2 separate regions of the Sus scrofa genome follow, and region 1 is linked to region 2. A link is a contact called in public promoter capture Hi-C data. All regions are on one chromosome and are shown on one strand. Each heading gives the region's core, a stretch centred on a gene start, on an enhancer-like site or on the middle of the called end of the contact. The rest is flanking DNA. Distances are from core to core; before and after follow the strand shown.

Region 1 (7,359 bases), core at 1,117-3,616, 66 kb after region 2:
AAACATCAAAAAAAAAAAAAAAAAAGTCTTCTTTGAAACTTTAGAAACTTCAGCCTGACAGTCCTCAGTGTTTTAAATGTTAAAAAGGGATGCTTTCAGCATTAGCTAGCAGACTGCTATTTGACCCAATATCCATTCTGCATGCTTTACTTCTTTACCACCTTTCCTTAGAGCTTGGAAAAATTCCTTTCAGCTTTAGTTTGTCAAATTACAGTCCTAGAAAATGAGATATGTGAAAGTCTGGTGAGCTGAGGGTATGGGGTATTATCCTGGAAAAGCTTTCACTTTCCTGGGGAGGGGGGAAAAAAAAGTGGCTGAAGCCACTCCTTTTCCTATCTTCCTGCCTCGAACAACAGTGTAAAGGCTGAAATTGCTGCAACCATCTTGCAACCATGAGAGGAATGTCAAGAAACACAGAAATTGTGGCTCTGCTGTTCTTGAGTTGTTGAACCAAGGATAACTAACCGCTGCAGAGAGATGACCAAAGAGACCACTGCAATAGAATCTTTTTTATTTGCAGCCAAATGTATTCCTAACTGGACAACTAGTAAAATGACAACTTTTAGTACTCTCTTTCATCCTTAAATTAGCTACTCTCTGTATAGTTACTGATACTACTATCTAATTACCCTAACTGGAAAACTGAGTCGTCCTTCACTTCTATTTTCCCTCATTCTCTTAATCAAGTATTGTTTATTATATGTAGCTAGTTTCAAATCCATCTCTGCTTCACTATCCCTACTGCCACTACATTAGTTTGGACTCCTGCTCTATCTGTCTGGACTATTTGTTACAGCTTCCTAAAAGTATCCCCACACTCAGTCCAGTATCTACCGCACTTCACAGTCATTTTTCTAAAATCTTATCAAAATCCTAAATAGCTCTCGTCTCTACAGAACAAAACACACTCTTACTATATTATTTGTTTCTGCCTTCTTTGTTTAGGCTTTGCATCTCCAGGATCCACTCTGGCACAGAGTAGGTGCTCAAGTGTTTGTTAAATGGATGACTGAATCTCTTGTATGGCTTCTTTGTTGTTAAATATCAAAAGACTTAAACATTTAATCAGACGAAGCAGAGTAAAAGCATACTGGACACTCAATAAAGATTTGTTAAATTGAGCTGGTTTCTAGACTCTACTGCAAAATCCTTATCAGTAGTCCCAGATACACACATTTTGGTGTGTATTCAGTTGATTTAGTCTAGCTTAAAGAATCTCTTCAGTAACACATATGCACTTCGTTTATAATTAGTCATGTACATTCACCAGATTGGGCTTGTGCCAAGAGTGGAAGTTAGGAGGGAGGATGAAGCCTATGCGGCCATTTCTGACAACTTTGATCCACGAATAACTTCTATCAAAAGAGAGAGTAAATCTACAACTTTCTGCCTGCTAGCAGTACCAAGTGGAGACCACAGCGTTCGGCTACTGCAAAGATCTCACATGTGAAGCTGAAGGCTCGGGTTTGGAGAGCAGGTAGCCGCTGCATTGCAGCACAAACTCTCTGGCGTTCAGAGCCTCCCCTCCGCAGGCCAACGGTTCCCTCCCCAGGGCTGCAGGCCCTTTGGGGTGTTGTTTTGCTTTTCCTTGGCCTTGAAACCAGGACGTGAAGCCTCTCTTGCTTCGATCAGGAAAACGGAACATGCTCTGCAAAGTGGAGGGCCTGTTTTGGAGATTAGGGGCTTAGGAGACAAAGCCTACTTAGCCAGCCGCCCAATTTCTCTTTCTTTCATGGTCTGATGTTTTTCAGTGCTCCTCATTCTCACTCTCTCACCCAGCCTGCAAATTTCTATATTTCAAGGGGGAAAAACAGGCATAAAGCTGTCTGTAGTTCCTAGCACTCAATTTATCGGGCCTCTCTTCGCCAGCGTAGCACCCCAGAACCCTCCACCGCCCGAACCCCCGCCCCCCTTGCGCCCCAGGCCGGCGGGTCTCACGGGCGACCCCTCGGCCGCGCACGCGCTCTCCGCGGGCTCTCCGCTGACCTTCCCCGGGAAACCCCTTCAAAAGCATTTCCCCGTCATTTCGCGCCTCCCCCGCCCTTCCTGCTCTTTCCGCTTCCTTCTCGCGCCTGCGCGGACCCAATTGTTTTGGCTTTCCGGTGGGATTCAGCAAAGGAAAAGGGCGGGGCGGCGTTGGGGGGGCGGGGGGCGTCTCCAGAACCCGGGAAACTGCAAAACTGACGTTTGTGCTGCTAGGCGCGCGCGGGCGGCGGAAAAGGAGACTTGGCAAAGGCTGGCCCACAGTCCGCTGTCCGCGCGTTCCCGGGCCTCGGAAGGGGCCCGCCAAGGGGAGCGAGAGCGCGCCGCAGGGGCGGGGCAGGAGCGGCGAGCCGGGCGTCTCGCGGCCCCGGGGCTGACGAGGCGGTGCGGGCGGCGCGGCTCCCGGGGGAGGAGTTTGGCGGTGGTCGGGCCCTGGGGAGCGTGCGGCGGCGCCTAGAGAGGACGCTGCTTTCCGCTCGGGACGGACCTGCCGAGGGAGGGCGCGAGGGAAACCGGAAGGAAGAGAAGGCGGCGGCGCCAGCCTTCCTAGGCGGGAGGCGAGACCCCGGCCCTGGACGCCGCGGGAGGGCCACGCCCCCGCCGCCGCGCCCCAGGGGCCCAGTGTCTTCGGGGCCGCCAGCCGCACCGGATCCTAACCCTCGGGACAGAGGGACTCGGGTGAGCAGGCGTCGTCAGTGCTGGGCCGGGGGGGGGGGAGCCGGGGACGACCTGTGGAGGAACTGGGGGAGGAGGGCCGCGGCGGGAGGGGGCTCGGCTCTTTGTGGCTCGCCGGGCGGGGGGCGGCGGCGGCGGCGGCATCTTTCAAACCCGAGACGCTTCCGCCACGGGCGGGGGAGGGGCGCGGGCGGTCGGCGCCTTGCTCCCCACCCCGCGGCGGCCCCTCTGCGGCCCGGCGTCCGGCCGGTGCGCCGCTCGCGGGGGCGTTTCCGGCCGCGGGTCTCCCGGGCGGCGCCCTGGCCCCGGCTGGCGCCCGCGCTGGCCCAAATCAAGCTGTTTCCCTTAACGACTCGCGACATCTTCGCGAGACGGTGGGCAGAAGGAGGGCAAGCCCTTCGCTCGCATGTTTTTCTTTCCCGGTACATCTGAAGTAGCCAGGAGATGTTTAGATTAACAGAGGTCCCATTGTGATCTGCTCGTGATTTTTAAAAGACGGCAGAATCTGCCCTTTGAAACGGAAAATTGTGTGCGTGTTTACTTTAGACTGTGAAATCCCTAACTTATTTGAACTCGACCACCCTGTCTCCCTATGAATTGAGAAACCTTGGAGTAGAAGAGTATCCGTTAGTTTGATGTAGTTATTTCGAGTTAACAGGTTTGGTTTTGTTTTTTTTTTTTCCCCTGGTTTATTAACCTACTCTCTCTCTTGGGTACCTCAAAGGGAAAGGAATGTACAGTCTGCAGATTTCTAGAATTGTCCGATGCCACGATGGCCCCCACAAGTGAAACTAGAAAAACAGTTTAAAGTGGAAAATTAACTCTGAAAGTGTATGTGTGTGTGAAGTATCTGTCTACCATATCAGCCTTAGAAAAACGTAGGGTACGGTACAGCTCTGGTCACGTGTTGTTGATACATGAATCTGTACGTCTGGCTCCCTGAGCGTTCTGGCATTCGCAGACAACCTATCGGCAGTGTGGCCTGGTTAAAATTATATTTCCTTTTGAAGCAATTAATTAACAGTGCGTTTTTTTGTTTTTGTTTTTTTTTTCCTTCTTCCTTCTCTCCGTGTTGTGAATTTTTGCCTGTGTTTTAGTGGTATGGACTTCAGCTATCGCAACTGTGTGTGACTTATTTTGGTTAAGCTTTGGTAACGGCTTTCTTCCTAACCTTTTTTTCAGAAGGGCTGTTTGTGACGGAAAGAAAATCGAAAAAGTCAAACCAGTCAGTTGTTTGCTAGTCTTGATGATGTGAAATTTTGCTGATGTTCAGCTTAGTTCACTTTAATCTTTTGTTGGTCTAGTGCTCATTGAAGCCCCTTTAGTTTGGGCCCTGAAATTCTCCAGAGGTGGTTGTCCTCAGTAAACACTGCAGGACAATGGCACTTCGGTTGAGCATGCTTTATAGTTTATGCTTTTCCACATAGTGCTATTTTCTCTACAGCCAGTTTTGTAGGATGCTATCAGTTTTCTCTTTTTTGCTCTGGCAATAAGCATTACCATAAATGCGGTTAACTTTGGTTATTCACACGGCCTTTAAGGAGATGGGTGAGAATAATTCATTAAATGCAAACATTGTAAATAGGTTTAACGTGGATGGTAAATCCATGGAAGCTTGAATGCAGTCTTAAAAGCCAAAAGGTATTCTCAAAGATTTTACTTATTTATTTAGAAAATAATTGTTTTTCTCCTTGCCCACATTCCTACAACCAGGAAAAAGGATTGGTTTTGCTGTCATAAAAAATATGAATGAAAACGTCAAAATCCTTCATTATATGTTAGTATTATCATTTTCAATTTTGTGGAGTTTGAATAGAGCAGATGATATTTAAATAACTCAGTACTATAAGTAACTAATTCAAGTAACTTTTTAAATATATGAAGATTACTCCTGGTTCTCTTGCCAAGAATTGTCAGTATCTGGATTCCTCTGTGTGAGAAGAAGGGATTATTGTAGGAGATTTGGAGAAAATATAACCATTTAATGAAACAAGCTTTTTTAAATTCTCTTTTTTTCCTCAGCTCCACACCCATACCTCTAACAAGTGGTGATATGTAGTGAGTTCCATCATAGGCAACAGATTCTAAGTATTCCTCAGTTTACCTTTTTTTTTTTTTTTTTTTGTCTTTTGTCTTTTTTTTTGTTGTTGTTGTTGTTGCTATTTCTTGGGCCGCTCCCTCGGCATATGGAGGTTCCCAGGCGAGGGGTCGAATCGGAGCTGTAGCCACTGTAGCCACCGGCCTACGCCAGAGCCACAGCAACTCGGGATCCGAGCCGCGTCTGCAACCTACACCACAGCTCACGGCAACGCCAGATCGTTAACCCACTGAGCAAGGGCAGGGACCGAACCCGCAACCTCATGGTTCCTAGTCGGATTCGTTAACCACTGCACCACGACGGGAACTCCTACTTTTTTTTTTTTTTTTTTAAAGAAATTTCCGTTGTCAATCATTGTTAAGTGGCTAAGCTCTTAATGACCTCATGAGTATGTTTAATATCTGTGAAATATTTTCTTCTGCAGTGGTATTTTAAAAAAATCATTGATTTGGTGGTAAAGAAAATCCCATTGGAAAACTTTTGCTTCAGTCTGTATTTCTCCAGCTTTCTTAAGTCTGTTCAGAGCTGAGAGGAAAAAAGAAAAGTGATATCCAAAATAAAAGGACATACTACTCTCATGTAATTATTCTGTCACAGATGGTGTCTCCTTTATGGTCTTGTTTAATTTTTTAAAAGTGAGATAACTTATTAATCATAATGTACTACAGATGACCTGAATTTACTTAGGGTACTGAGCATAATTAACTTGATGGAACCGTGTTGTCTTTTCAGTATGATTGGAAAGGAGAGCACAGGGGAATAGACCTAAGCCCTGAATTTGATTAGAGGAAGCTAAACTGAAGTTTATCAAACTTGATACATTCTTCAAAAGGCAAGATATTTGCTTTTTCATTGATGTTTGTCACAACTCCAAAAAATTCTATTTGTGTAGTGGTTGACAATCAATCTAAAGATTAAGTGGTCTTCCAAACATTCTCAACTGTCAAAGGTTGTTTTGATAACTTGAAAGCTAACTATTTCTGGCACCAGTATTTTGTCCTCCATAAGGAGAAACCTGTCTTCTCATTGAAATGAAGAAAGGCTTGTTTTATGACTGGTGCCTTCCTGGCTATCATTTAGTTTTTCTGTACAGACATCAGTCTTCTCACGATTGGTCTCTGTTGAACTAGTTTGGTTCATGATTTGTACCATCAAAATCCTCCCTAAAATCTTTGAATAAATTTTTTTTTAATCTAAAATACCACTTAGCCACTCACCTAGGGTGAAAAGAGAACTGTTTTTCAGTGCTGAAACCTTGTAATTGGGACCCTTAGACCTATATAGGTGTGACGATTCAAAAAGTTCAGAAAGTGTTGCAAAAAGCTTGACCGGTGAGTGGGGTGAAAAAAAATTGCAAATATTTATGTAGTGCTATGTGTCAGTTACTGTTCCAAGTTCTTCATAGAACTCATTTAGTCCTAGAGTTCCCTGGTGGCTCAGCAGGTTAAGGAGCTGGCATTGTTACTGCTATAGTTTGGGTTCAATCCCTAGCCCGGGAATTTCCTTATGCCATGGGTGCAGCTAAAAAACAGCAACCACAAATCTTATTTAATCCTAATCTATTGAGAAGAGTTGTATTTTTTGTCCCCCATTTCACAGATAAGCATCCTACAACACAGAAAGTAAATAACTTATGAAAAAAAAAATCACTAAGTTGCAAAATTGGGCATTCGACCCAAGTAATTTGGCTCCACAGTTCATGCTCTTAATTTTTTGGCAATACTTGACATTCAAAATGCCTTGAGGAGTTCCCGTCGTGGCGCAGTGGTTAACGAATCCGGCTAGGAACCATGAGGTTGCGGGTTCGGTCCCTGCCCTTGCTCAGTGGGTTAATGATCCGGCGTTGCCGTGAGCTGTGGTGTAGGTTGCAGACGCGGCTCGGATCCCGCGTTGCTGTGGCTCTGGTGTAGGCCGGTGGCTACAGCTCTGATTCGACCCCTCGCCTGGGAACCTCCATATGCCGAGGGAGCGGCCCAAGAAATAGCAACAACAACAACAACAGCAACAAAAAAAAAGAACAAAATGCCTTGAATTCATTCCAACAAAAGTTGTCTATCTTCTGTATTGACATTTTTAGCACTGGAAGATGCAGCATCACCTCAGTTACTAAGGTATAACTTGTGGAGTTCCTGTTGTGGCTCAGTGGGTTGAAGACCTGACGTTGTCTCTGTGAGGATATATACACGTTTGAGCCCTGGCCTCACTCAGTGGGTTAAGCGATCTGGGATTGCAGGCTGAAGTATGGGTCGAAGATGAGGCTTGGATTTGGTGTTGCAGTGGTTGTGACATGGGCTGGCACTTGCAGCTCTGATTCGATGCCTGGACTGGGAACTTTCACATGCCTCAGGTATGGCCATAAAAAGAGAAAACAATGATTTTTTTTTTTTTTTTTTTTGCTTTTTAGGGCTGCACCTGAGGCATATGAGGGTTCCCAGGCTAGGGGTCAAATCGGAGCTGTGTCAGCCTATGACACAGCCAAAGCAATGCCAGATCCAAGCCACATCTGAACCTACACCACAGCCACAGCCACACCAGATCCCAAGCCATGTCTGTGGCCTGTAGCACAACTCATGGCAAGGCCAGACCCTTGACATACTGAGTGA
Region 2 (7,458 bases), core at 781-3,280:
TTCTTTATCCACTCCTCTTTCGATGGACATTTAGGTTGCTTCCATGTCTTGGCTATTGTATATAGTGCTTCAATGAAACTGGAGTACATGTATCTTTTCAAGTCATGGTTTTCTCTGGATAGATGCCCAGGAGTGGGATTGCTGGATCAAATAGTAATTCTATTTTCAGTTTTCTGAGGAATCTCCATTCTGTTTTCCACAGTGATTGCACCAATTCATCAAACTTCTGTAGAGTAACCACAACACCTGGCATATCACCCTGGATTGATGACCAGGAAACTTCTCAATCTGGTGTCAAAATATGTAAAGAACCCAGATTCAGATTCACATAAACAGGTGGATATAAGTAGTAAAAGAATTTTCACTGCTTTGTAAGCTGGGTAATCATCAAGGAGCCATGTCCAGAATGTAGCCCAGGATGTGGTACTGGGCTAAGCTGTCAGACTACTGAACTGTACCTCCGTTATTTTTCCCTGCCCAGCATCACGGCATCACTCTTTCTTCCCCTTCCTCCTTTTCCTCCTCCATTGTATAGTTGTACAGTGATCACAACCCAATTGTGTAGCATTTCCTCTTTCTCATCTTCTTCTTTCCCATCACCCTCTCTCTTTCTCTCTCTCTCCCTCCCTCCCTCTGTTTGTTTGTTTTGTTTTTTGCCTTTTCTAGGGCTGCACCCGTGGCATATGGAGGTTCCCAGGCCAGGGGTCCAATCGGAGCTGTAGCTGCCAAGCCTATGCCAGAGCCACAGCAACATGGCATCCCAGCCGTGTCTGCAACCTACACCACAGCTCACAGCAACACTGGATCCTCAACCCACTGAGCAAGACCAGGGATCAAACCGCAACCTCATGGTTCCTAGTCGAATTCATTAACCACTGAGCCATGACGGGGACTCCTTCCTCCCTCTGTTAATAGCACCTAAATCTTGCTTGGGGAACAACCCCTCCACCACTATCAGTCTATAGGGCTTGAATAAAGCTGATCCACTCCTGGGATTTAGGGTGGATATGTAACATAGGCTTGAGCAGTCAGTGTACTGTATCTCCTTGACCACAGAGATTGTTTCCATGACAGCTACATGACTCTTGTTAAGCCAATGAGTATAATACATGGAATTCTCATTGGAACTGAGAGAGAAATCTTAAGCCTAGATCACATCAACCAAGCTGGACTAGAATTGTTCCTCCTCTCCTGGGAAGGCTTTGTTACCAGCCAATTTTTTTTTCTTTTTAGGGCAGCACCTGTGGCATGTAGAAGTTCCCAGGATAGGGGTCCAATCAGAGCTGAAGTGGCCAGCCTCCACCATAGCCATAGCAACGCAGGATCCAAGCTGCATCTGGGACCTACACCACAGCTCATGGCAGTGTTGGCTCCTTAACCCACTGATCGAAGCCAGGGATCGAACCCACATCCTCATGGATCCTAGTCGGGTTCATTAACCACTGAGCCACGAAGGGAACTCCCTGTTGCCAGCCAATTTATGATCCAAATTACTTCCAGCTGGAGCTACTAATTTGTTGGCCATCTTTGGCTTCCAGTAGCCATCTTTGCCTCCACAATGGGAGAAAGTACAAAAAATGAAGCAATACAACAGAAAGTGAAACTGAGGGAGAAATTACTGACTATAGCAAATCAGCACTCAGACCCAGCTGCTCCTGAAGTTCCACCCCATGACATTTCACATGTGTAAGCCAATAAATCCTAAATTTTTTTTTCTTAAAACAGTTTGATTTGGATTTTGGCCCATTGTTTTTTTTCCAAAAGAATTTTGACTAATACTTGCTAAAATGGAATTATCAATCCCTGGGTCTTCTTGCTGAGAGATCAAATCACTGTTAGGCAAATTGACTTCTTTAAATTGCTGGTGGATAGAGCTTTCGGGTTGTGGCTCAGTGGTAGCCTTGCTGGGGGTTAAGGATCCCGCATTTCGGTGACCTGTGGTGTAGATCGAAGACTCTGCTCACATCTGGCGTTGCTGTGGCTGTAAGTCAGCTGCTACAGCTCAGATTTGACCCCTAACCTGGGAACTTCCATATGCCCCTGGTGTGGGCCTAAATATACCCCCCAAAAAAATTGCTGGTGAGAGAAATCCAACGAATTGGTTTCTGCACATAAGTATATCCCAAAGTTTTCAGATAATTTGCTTGCATGGTATCAGGTTGCCGGTCGTGACTAGAGAATGTTTTTTCTTTTATCTTTTCCTTCTTCCATCTTCTTTCTTCTTTTCTTGTACTTTAAGTGCCTAACTTGGCCGGCAACAAAGCCTCCCCAAAAGGGGAGGAACAATTCTAGTCCAGCTTGGTTGATATGATCCACTTGAGAGTCACCTCTGGCATGCATTTTGGAAGTCATCTAACCAGGGGTCGGGTGTGATCAGACAGTGAGGTCTGATCTGACAACCCGTTTTTTATTGAGTCTCAGGGCCTCTTCGCGTGATCTATCCCCAAGAGTTAGTTTGGGCTTCCTTGCAGCATGGTGGCCTCAAAGCAACTGCACGGCTTTCCATCCCTGAAGCTTCGGAGGAGATATTTCAAGAGAACAAAGTGGAAGCTCAGGCTCCCACTGCAGCATACTCAGCGCCGAGCTCCCGGCCGCCGCCAGAGGGCGCGCTCCTGCCTCCGGCACCGGCCAACCCCGCGGCAGGGTTCCGGCGCTCCGAACGCCGACGTGCGGCTGCGCCGCAGGGAGGCAGCCGGGCCGGAGGCGAGGGGCGGGAGGCCTCGGCGGGGACACCCGGCCGTGCCTGGCGGGCCGCGGAGCCGCGGCGGGAGGGGGCGCTGCGGCGCCAGGCGCGCGAGGGGCGGAGGAAGTGCCGTCTTCGCTGACCAGCGCGGGGCCGCCTCCGCCTCTGCGCCGCGCGGGGCCGCGATGTCGTCCCGGCCCGGGCGCGACGACGCCGGGAACAGGGGCGCGCGGCGGCCGCGGGAGCCCCAGGAGCAGGAGCTGCAGCGGCGCCGAGAGCAGAAGCGGCGGCGGCAGGACGCGCAGCAGCTGCAGCAGCTCAAGCACCTGGAGTCCTTGTGAGTCCCCGTTCGTCACGCCCGCGCCCGACTTCTGCGAGGAAAGGGGTTGGGGCCTGAGGGTCGCGAGGCGCTCGGAGACCCAGGAGTGGGCATATGGGCCCGTCGGACCCCAGCGAGCCGGATGCTGGTTAAGGCCCGGGCGGCGGGACCCTCGACGTCCAGCGGCCCCTCCACGGGGGAAGGAGGAGGAGACTCCACCCCGAGGCCGGCCCCTGGCTCGCGGCGGCGGCGGCAGGCGGGCGTTTCCCCGGCAGGAGGCGACGGTTTTATTCCTGGTGCGGCGAGGTCGGTGTGGTCGGGAGCGCTGGTAGGCGCTGGGGCCGGATTGGGGACGGACCGCCGAGAAGTGGGGCTGAGCGCTTTGCTGCTCCCCTGTTTCTCAGTTCCAGGGGCTCGCAGTGAATTGGAGAAAATCCTCGTTCTTTTCATCTTTTGCTGTACGTAAGGGAGGAGAGGAGTTCCTGCTGTGGCGCAGCGGGTTAACGACCAGCCTTCCCTCGGTGGAGGCGCGGGCTGGATCCCTGGCCTGGCGCAGTGGGTTACGGATCTGGCCTGGCTGCAGCTGCGGCGTAAGGCGCAGCTCCGGCTCAAGATTTGATCCCTGGCCTGGGAACGTCCCTGTGCTCCCGGGGTGCGGCTGAGAAACAAAAAAAATCAATAGTAATACAGAAGAGAGCCCGATCCCATAACATTAGTGAAGTGAGGAGGAAGAATAAGCAGTGGGTGAGGGCTTGGTCCCTAAATATTCTGGAGGAGCTGTCAGGTGGAAGAGCACGGATAGGTTCTCTCAGGTCTTCAGGATTTTTTGTTGTTGTTGTTGTTACAGGAATTGAGGGTGGGAGCTACAGAGAGGCCAGTTCTGGCTCAAGAAGAAGAATTAGGACCAGGTCATGTATTCTTGCTGGTCAGCGTGGCCTGACTTAGGAGGCTGATCATATATTCTTGCTGGTTAGCGTGGCTGCTTGGGCTGGAGGAGAATCCAGATAATCACTGAGAGGAGGGTGGCTTGTAAAGGAGATTTAACATCAGCTGGAAGCTTGGATTAATGGACCCTTTCACTCTCCTGTGATTCTGTCATTCCATAATTAGCTTTAGAGGAGTTCCCATCGTGGCTCAGTGGTTAACGAATCCGGCTAGGAACCATGAGGTTGTGGGTTTGATCCCAGGCCTCGATCAGCGGGTTAAGGATCCGTAGTTGCCATGAGCAGTGGTGTAGGTCCCAGACGCGGCTGGGATCTGGCGTTGCTGTGGCTCTGGCAAAGGCTGGCAGCTGCAGCTCCAATTAGACCCCTAGCCTGGGAACCTCCATATGTCGTGGGTGCGGCCCTATAAAATACAAAAAGATTAAAAAAAAAAAAAACCAAACATAATTAGCTTTAGAAATCTAAGTTTGGTGTACACTAAGTATTTGATTTATTTCTGTTGCAGGCACATCTCCTACCTTCTCTTGGTTGCTGAGACAATCATGTAAGAAAAGGTTCTCAAAGGGTTAATCTGTCTCATTAACCTCTTGTGAGTTTGACAAAGAGCATTGATTCCTTGGAGCCTGGCCTGCTTCTTTCCTTGTGGCTCTTGAGCTGAATTTCACCTCCTAGGTAGTGGTTGTGGATACAGGTGCTGCATTGCTGGCTTCCACAGTCCCTTCAAGGCATCCTGGGCTCAGGCAGGGCTTAGCCCAGATCAGCCCTCAGTATCTTTAACTATAGGATGCCAGATGGTGGTTAATCTTATTTATTTAATTCTTTTTTGCTTTTTAGGGTCACACCCAGGGCATATGGACCCACACCCAGGCTAGGGGTCGAATCCGGGCTACAGCTGCTGGCCTACGTCACAGCCATAGCAAAACCAGATCCAAGCCACGTCTGCAACCCACACCACAGCTCAGGGCAACTCCTTAACCCACTGAGGGAGGCCAGGGGCTGAACCCACAACCTCACAACCTCACGGTTCCTAGTCGGATTCGTTTCCGTTACACCACAATGGGAACTCCTAATCCTATATACTTATTTTGTAGCTCGAAGAACTTTCTTACAGACCAGAAGAAGAAGATAACATTTTGTAGCTAAGAAAATGGAAGCTCAGTGGTTAACCCCGGATCTGTTACCCAGCCAAACTAGAGCCAAATTCAGGTGTCTGATTCTTAGACCAGTGGGATTTTTCCAGTTTCATAGGTTTAAAAATGGCTAGGCCATAGGCTTGTTTGCTTTTTTTAGTCCAGAGGGTTGGATTTTTTTTAATAATTTTTAATTAAGTTTAATTCATACCAGAGTAATATTTGTATATAATTTAAAAACTCAAGTAGTACTAAAAATGCTACAGAAATTAGAGGTGGTCTGCCCAGCCCCTCACTCCCTCCCATAATTCTCTGCACAACCCTTGACCCTCTTCCCTCCTAACAAGGTCAAGTATTCCTTTGTGTTTGCTTATTGGATGTAATTGCACATCTCTAAATTATATGTTTATACTGCTTTCCTTGATTCAACAATTTCAGACATTATCTGTTAACTTCTCGTCGTGGTAAAGATTTCTCTTACCTGCCTTTCTTGTTTCCGACCTTCCAGTATAGTTCCGTTATAATAACTTCCTAATCAACGTCAGTATTGACGTTGTTATAACTACACAGTGTTGTTTACTTTTGAGCCAAACACTGTTTTATGATATTTTTTGCATTTGAGTACAACTGTTATCTTTTGAGTAGATAACGAGACGCTCAGTTTTTCACTTGCTTCGTTTTCTATTATCCACTGCTATTTTTTCCCCAAAAACCTCCACAATTGAAAGTACTTTCCTACATGTTTACATGTCAGCTAATTAACCACTTTATTTTCATTTAGAATCTTCCATCTGTTATCCTCCCATAATCACTCATTGCTTTCTAAACCTGGGACTTCCTTCATCAGTCTCCTGTCTTGAATCCCATTTCAGGATCGCATCTGTTCCTCTTTCTGCCTTTACTCCCATGTTTTGCTGAGGCACATTCTATGTAACTTCTATGAAAGAGTGCTTTGGAAGTAAATTTTTTGACACCTTGCATATCTGAAAATGTCTTTATTCTGTCCTCAATAGATAATTTGGTGAGGTATAGAAATATAGGTCACAAATTATTTTCGCTCAATTGTGATGGTGGCATACCTAGTTTCCAAAATTGCCAAGCAATCTGCTGTCACTCTTGATTCCCATTCTTTTACAAGTTACCTGATCAGCTTTACCCTGCTTTAAACCTGCAGAAACTTTAAGGAAAGTTTCAATAGAGTCTTTTTGAAATGAGTGTATTAAATAAGTTTGGATTTTAATTTCTTTTCCTCCACTTTTTTTCTTTCTGTTGGATTTCTGTTGATCCTGTGATTACCTTTTCTTGCTAATTGTCTATCCCTTTGACTTTTCAATCAACTTTGTAGAAGACTTATCTTCCATTTCTTCTGCTGCACATATTTTAAAAATTCTGTTACCGTATTTCTCATTTCAAGAGCTTTTTCCCACTCTGAGAATTCTTTTTCCATAGTGTCCTTTCTTGTTTCTTAGAGGATACTTGTTTTTTGTTTTGATTTGTTTTTTTCCACTCCCTCCATTGTCTCTGTATTTGCCTTTTCTTTTTATCTGTCTTCCATTTAGAGTTTTCCTCCCCTAATGTCTGGATATCTGGGTCTCTACTCATATTTAAGAGTGAGGCAGTGTAACACCCTTTGACATAGATCTGTGTAGGAGAGAGAGAGAGAGAGAGGGAGGAGGTGCCTATTATTGACCAGAGAGCTTCGCTGTAGGGAGGTCAGGTTGTGGGATGCCTTTTTTCTATTGGGAGACTCTCAAATTTCCAGTAGGTGGAATTTTTTTTTTTTTTTTTTTTTTTTTTTTTTAGGACTCCTTAGTTTCTCTAGAGAAGAACTTTCAGTCAAGGGATCTCTGCCTGGGTGCTAGCATTCTGAGTGGGCTGGGAGGGAGAGGGCTGAGTGTGCCAAGTTCAAACAGAGAATTTCACTCAATGTTTATTTATTTTTATTTTTAATTTTTTGGCCACCCCTTTGGCATATGGAGTTTCTAGGCCAGGGATCAGATCTAGCTGTACTTGCGACCTGCCCCACAGCTGCAGCAGCACCAGATGCTTTAACCCATTGTGCTGGACAGGGATCGAATATGTGTCCCAAGGGAACAGAGACGCTGCTGATCCCCTTGTGCCACAGGGAACTTTTCAACTCTTGTTTTCAACCTGCGCTCATTATCATCCTCAGTTTTGCTCAGAGGGAACTAAATCTGCAGTCTCCTTCAAGGATTGGGCAGGCAGGTTCCTGGCTCTAGGGAAGGAGGAGAAAACTGGTGGCTTCAGCCCCTCCAGGTCCACACTCCCCAGCCCTAACTTCTGCAGACTAAATTCCTACGCACACAGAAGTCAGTTGTTTCTTCCTTTCACTTTTCCAGAGAAATCTTTCCCTGATGTCTC

Evidence for each region. Promoter capture Hi-C pulls out the DNA fragments that hold promoters and counts their contacts.
Region 1: a contact with region 2 is called in a promoter capture Hi-C map of liver, with 3 times the contacts expected there. The contact joins the promoter of KBTBD2 here to the promoter of LOC100739098 in region 2. A contact is called at or near these places in 2 of 5 promoter capture datasets (fetal liver and liver), 17 of 47 Hi-C or Micro-C datasets (alveolar macrophages, blood, brain and 10 more) and 2 of 2 datasets of contacts at active chromatin or transcription factors (alveolar macrophages and skeletal muscle).

The regions. Positions count from the first base shown.
Region 1 is chr18:40,602,092-40,609,450 of Sscrofa11.1, forward strand. It overlaps KBTBD2 (kelch repeat and BTB domain-containing protein 2), which reads left to right and starts at 2,367. Exons shown (of 4, transcript XM_021079001.1): 1 at 2,367-2,661.
Region 2 is chr18:40,536,193-40,543,650 of Sscrofa11.1, forward strand. LOC100739098 reads left to right here and starts at 2,031. Exons shown (of 6, transcript XM_021078694.1): 1 at 2,031-3,020; 2 at 4,452-4,490. The coding sequence starts at 2,473.